Regions from separate parts of the Mus musculus genome. Here region 2 is linked to region 1. Evidence: chromatin contacts called from public Hi-C data. All regions are on one chromosome and are shown on one strand. The core of a region is the stretch at or near the end of the contact, and the rest is flanking DNA. Distances in the headings are between cores, read along the strand shown. Region 1 holds the start of 3930402G23Rik (RIKEN cDNA 3930402G23 gene). Region 2 has its middle 16 kb from the start of Gm15418.

Region 1 (2,842 bases), core at 158-2,657:
TCCATCTTAACTTTCACCTAAGAATCAGAGTACCTAGTGTCAACTTGTCAAACATGTCTGGGTGGATCCTCTGTCCTTAGCCCCCATCTCACCCACTGAGATGGTGTTTGGCTCTTGACTTTGGTCAATCTCTTTGATGGATCCTTCTAACTTTACTCAGTGTCTTGATTGTGACTAATTGATGCCTTAAGACACCAAATTCGTAACGTAGTGTACTGTTCACCAGCACAGCACTGCAGTTATAAAGCATAACATGTTTGTTTACAAAACAAATAGAGTTAAAACATGTAAGGCCATTGCATACCTGGATTCATATGCAGTTGTAGGAACAACACGAATCGACCCTGTGCCAAGTTTCTCCCAAGGGGGAGGGTTTGGAAAGCCATGGCACACAGATAGTACACAGGTTGTGCAAAGGGGCCACACTGTGGGTACCTGTACCTCGTATTTGGTTCTCTTTCCTGTGTGGGTTCACTTATCCGGTGTTCTGACAACACCAAGCCCTATCACACACACCCCCCTCCCAATCCTTCACTCCTGGAAAGTGTAATATGTCTTACACTTCTAAAATGGTTTCATTTTAAAAGTAGTGACCGAGATGGGTCTAGAGAGAAGTCTCAGTGGCTAGAAGGTTAAGCACACGATGCTATTCTTACAGATGATCGGGGTTCAGTTCCCAGAACCCACATCAGGTGGTTCACTGCTCCTTGTAAGCCCAGTTCCAGGGGATCCAAAGTTGTCTTTCAGAGTGAGTTCACAGGTCTTAAAGGACCCAAGAGGCAAGGCTGGGAATGTCGGGGAGCTGGAAGTTTCTGGCAGGGTTCCCACTGTCCTGGGAAGTGCTTTGTCTCCTTCTTGTCAGGGCAGCTTGGATGCCTTGAGAACAGCCCAGGGGACTGCCTGAGCTTGGGGAGAGCTGAGGCTCCATTGTCTACTGGCACCCCCCTTTCCTTTAGGCTTTCATCACAGACTCAGGGTGGTACTCACTAGGCCATCAAACTGTCTCCCCCTAGGTCTGTCCTAGGTTTCCAAGCAACAAGGAGATGCTTGGGCTTTTCCGCACTGTTTACGGAGGTGGACATCTGGGACGAGAGCCGAGGGCTCTGCCGTCATCAGGGCTCGGACCGACGTGCACACCCTGGGACGCAAAGCCAGCTTACCCAGGTTGGGAAATCAGCTTGTCCACAGAGCCAGATCCCCCTGGCAACGATCCCTCCCCTATAGACAGAGAAAGGCAAAGCCCCTGAGAGGAGCTCAGCGGAAAGTACATTTCATTGAGCCGGGGCTTGGTTACAAAATAGATAAACTTGCACCGTTTCCAGGCCAACGGGATTCAAGCTGCCGAGATGTTGACCAAGTTGGCCCTGCCTTCTGGAAGTCTCTGGCTCCACCGGAACGAGCTGTTTCATTGGGATAAGACCTCAAAGGGGAATGTGTGAGTGAGCCAGGAAATGAGTCGAACCAGGTCCCCCCAGAACATTTGATTGTAGTCCTGGGCATCCATCCAAATCCCAGGGGCCTTTGCCCCAGAAGAGATCATGGCTTACTGGTGACGCTGAATAGAGGTCATGAGCACAGTGTGACGAAGAAGCCAGGTGGGAGTCCTTGCTTCGATGCCCCTCTATAGGTTTTGTTACCTTTGTTAAGACGTAAATCATTCGATGTGGTGGGACCCGGCATGACTGTTTTCAGACTGTTCACAGAGCTGTGTAGTTGACACCGCAATTCAGTTTCAGAACGTTTTCCTTTTATCAGGCCAGGAGGAAACCCTGCATTCATGAAGTCACCCACAGTTCCATCTACTCCAGCCAACACCAGGATGCTTCACACCCATGGACGTGAAGGTACGTGGATTCGATCCCTTATGGGTGATTCATGCTTGCCTCCTGTGCCAGTGTGTTTGTGACTGCGTAATATTTTTGTACCTTCATTTTTAAAATCAGAAGTACAAACAACAAACGATCAAACGGAAGATGGTGGCCTTGATCATGCCAGCCCTGACGTAACAATGCCTAACTATAGATCACAATCCCTTTTGTGGCTTTGTTGAGTACCCCTTATTCGTTTATGCTGCACCTGGAGTTCACTCTCCTGCTGCTTGAGTGTGCTTGGCTAGCACTCTGGACTGTGTGTCTGCCACAGGTCTGCTTTGTCAGGTTATGTCTTTGGCTCATGAGTTTCTGAGCTCACTGTTGAGGGTTTGGGAGCATCTGGGTCTTGGGCAGTTCCAGTGAGAGGCTGATTATGCGTGTGGCTGTGAGTTCTTGGACTCAGTGTGAGAAGACTCCATCTTTAGCTTCAACTATTTGTTGAGAGAACACATCTATGTTCTCCCTCTATAGAGCTGCAGTCCTGTCACCCAAGGAACTGAACTGAGTAGCCAATGGCTCCATGCCACTGACAATTTATGGCGGAGGCAAGGATTCTACTTGGACATAGCAGGAGCAATACTAAGCCAGTGCCACCTCCCAGTGAGGCCTCCCATGGGCTCAGTCAAAGCACAGTATCATGGAGCCAAGTGGAGGACAGGCAGAGTCAGCCTGTCCTGTGAGTCCCAGTGGATTCCCTGGGTGGCAAAGGTACTACCACACGTTGCAGTTAGACCCTTGGGAGTCTCAGAGGAACTAACACGACCTCACTTTCCCCCAGATGTAGGGCTTCAGGAGCCTGCATAGAATACAGGAGGGGAGGGTGGAGCCCTCAGCACAGGATACCCAGCCTTTATGTCTCACGGGGTCAGGAGAGCAGGGTGCACAGGATCCTTGCTGCAGTAGCCTTACATTTCCCCATGAAGCTTGCAGGAAATTTGCAGACTCCCTAGTGTTGTGTTCCCTGCTCTCAG
Region 2 (2,842 bases), core at 186-2,685, 240 kb before region 1:
AGGGCGCAGAGGGAGTTTATCCTTTTCTAGTTCTGCTTGTCGATGTGTGCAGGCGAGGTCATGCTGCAGTTCTAAGGAAGGCAGCTCCTGCTTCTAGCATTTGTGGATCCAGTTGTGGTACCCTGGTCCTAGCCCCATGGTCCATGTCACTTCTTCTCTGTGTGTGCCCACCCCACTCTCTCTTTAGATGGATCAGGGTTCTGGCTAGGCCATCAAAATCTCGTTTTGTTCTAAGTTGTCATAGCTGCAGAGACGGATGTCCTTGTGAGGTGACATCTGAACTGCTGTCGACTTGACCATGCCGTTTTGGTGGTGTAATTCACCCAGCAATGCTTCCTTTGCAAGGCTGTGAGGGTTTTGTGCTCCCTAAGACTATTTACTAAACACTGTTCAGTTTCCTCTCAATAAACAACAGCTGTAAAGACATAAACCTCAGGCAGGACTACCCTCCCGCCATCTTCTGCTCTTCCCAAGCTTATTGGAAGCTCACCTTGCCTCTGCTTCAATTTACTGCTCAGGCCTGTGTGCCCTACTTTAGGGTCTGCTCAGCACAGGCCCTCAGACTCTATATTCCTTCTAGGATATAGAACGACTCTGAAGATGGGTTTGGGCAGGACCCACCATTCTCTCACAGACCAGATGTTCTGCAGTTGATTCCACGGTTCCAACCAGGAGCCGTCTCTCCTCTTGACAAATCATCCCAGAACTTTAAAGTAGCTCAGAAGACGGAGTGAGCCAGGAATCCCAGCTCTGTCACTCTCCATGTTAGCAAGTGAGTTCACCCTGCCTTAGGCCTGTTATTTGCCCCCTTGAACCTGAGGAGGACCTGTCTTCTGTATCCACAGCCATCCCAGCCCACAGATCCTCACAGACTCTCACCATTGCTGCTCACCACACAGCAAGAATCTTAGTTGCTCCTTATTGGGCCTTACACGCCCGCAGCCATGCAGAATGCAAGACAATGCAGCCAAGCAGCAGAAAGGCCTGGGTCCCTGGGAATTTTTCAGAGTCCCCAGAAAAGCCACCAAAGATGGTTTTGAACCTCACTCCCTGCACCTCTGAACTATGGTCATGACTGTGAGGCTCCACCTAGTTAGAAAGACCCCTGGAATGATATCCTACTGTTGGCTAACTAGACTTGTTCCAAGCTTCACCTGTTCCTGAGAAACAGAGAGTTAAGACATGTCTATTTTCCAGGATAAAGGAGACCCTGTGCGCCTCAGTCCCTGGAGATTTGTGCAGCTGTGTGACTTCTAGTGGATGGGTGCACTGCTTGCTAAGTGAGGAGACCAAGCAAAGAACCTCAAGGACTGAAAGGTTAGATCTTAAAAAAGGAGCAGAGAGCGTTCCCCAAGCCTGGATATGGGCCTGGAGCTCAGATGACTCAGACCTTTGGCTCCTGTGTCACATGAGGGAGACGTCCACACTCTGTTACTCTGGATCTGCTGCTGCCAGCCGCTCTTGGCCGGCGTCCTGAGAGTAAATGCCACACAGACTGTGTCCCGAGGAGAGTGCATGGCATTTTGTATTCTTTCGGCTCCTAGTTATGAGAGGGTGGACAATATTGCATATCCTTCCTACCCTGGGGATCCTGTCCTATAGTTTAAAATATCACATCTAAGACAGAGATACCCCAGATTGCAGCAGGGGCTGATTGCACAGGGACACTTGGCCGGCCTGACTGATAACATCAAGGCACCAAGTTCACAGGTTCAGGGGTCCTCTGTGGACTTCCCATTCATATCTTCTTCATATCATTGGGCAAGATTATATTAAAATGACGTGTATTGGAGGGCTGAGACTTTAGGGATGGCAGCAGCTGTCATGTCTTAGGCACCATGAAAAAGGTAGGCTGGACCAGGAATGGGGGACATGCTGAAAGGGCGTGGGAGGCTCTGAGGCACTGGGTCATTCTCTGAGGAGGACAAATGAGTGTCAACAACTTGAGGAAGGGTTTCCAGTGGGTGATGGTCTGGGAAACTCCTCTTGAGGGGCTTATCTTCTTATTTACTTGGCAAGGGTAGGCCAGGTGACCTGACCCCCAAGCCCCAGTTCCTTGCAGCTCCAGAGGTCAGGCTGTTACCTGCTCTCTGAAGGCATTGCTACCGTCTGACTGAAGTATTCCCCAAATGTGGCAGCCCAACCCGCAGCATCTGGTCAGAGATACATCGGGGCCAGCCTGGAGCCACTGAGTTAGCAGTCTGGGAGGGACCCAGATACCAGCTTTAAGCAAGATATTCCCCTGAGGGGTCGTGTCACAGCTCATAGTGTGACAGTATGTGGCTTACTTGAGCATTACTGAAAATGTGTCCTATCCCTCCCAAGTGTGAGGGGCTGAGAGCAGCCTTGTCTTTCTGGTTATCCTTTTCCAGGTATTTATTCCAGGACACGTAGCATGCAAAGATCCAGCCATGGGTTCACAGAACATGGAAGAACAGGTCTACCCACAGAACAATGGTTACATGAACTATGTACAGAGATTCACACACAGGAGTCTCTGTTCTCCAAGTTAAAAAGAGCAAATCGGTGGTTATGTTTCCAGCCCTGCAGAGATGACTGCGCTCCACTGGAAAAAGAAAAAGAAAACAAAACAAAACAAAACAAACAAACTGTAAACCAAACTGTAAAGCAGTGCAGAGAACAGAGCTTGCTCACGGTTGGGAGAAACTGACCTCACAAGCTGAAAGATACTTCAGTGTGCTGCCAAAGAAAAACATGTTATTTATTACTACTGTATATATGAAGTGTGTGGTGTGTGTGTGTGAGTATGTGTGTATGTGTGTGTGTGTGGTATATGTGTGGTGTGTGTGTGTATGTGTGTGGTGTGTGTGGAGTGTGTGTG

The links. Hi-C and Micro-C count contacts between places; a contact is called where the count stands out from the background.
Region 2: a Hi-C map of the N1E-115 cell line shows a contact between it and region 1, with 5 times the contacts expected there. The contact joins the enhancer-like site here to the promoter of 3930402G23Rik in region 1. A contact is called at or near these places in 16 of 39 promoter capture datasets (the 3T3-L1 cell line, 3T3-L1-derived adipocytes, the C10 cell line and 10 more), 1 of 15 datasets of contacts at CTCF or cohesin (the NIH/3T3 cell line), 16 of 484 Hi-C or Micro-C datasets (the C2C12 cell line, the HL-1 cell line, the N1E-115 cell line and 11 more) and 13 of 115 datasets of contacts at active chromatin or transcription factors (T-cell acute lymphoblastic leukemia, bone marrow-derived macrophages, cardiomyocytes and 9 more).

The regions. Positions count from the first base shown.
Region 1 is chr8:10,927,022-10,929,863 of GRCm38.p6, reverse strand. It overlaps 3930402G23Rik (RIKEN cDNA 3930402G23 gene), which reads left to right and starts at 1,407. Exons shown (of 4, transcript NR_135302.1): 1 at 1,407-1,595; 2 at 1,756-1,844; 3 at 2,343-2,579.
Region 2 is chr8:11,170,309-11,173,150 of GRCm38.p6, reverse strand. No RefSeq gene overlaps it. Among named protein-coding and RNA genes, the nearest start is that of Gm15418, 16 kb to the left of the region's middle. Within about 2 kb of position 1,435, at least 46 of the 459 cell types and tissues checked have an H3K27ac peak or open chromatin away from gene starts, as enhancers often do. A contact at or near this core is called in the HL-1 cell line, the N1E-115 cell line, muscle stem cells and 1 more, where this site is marked.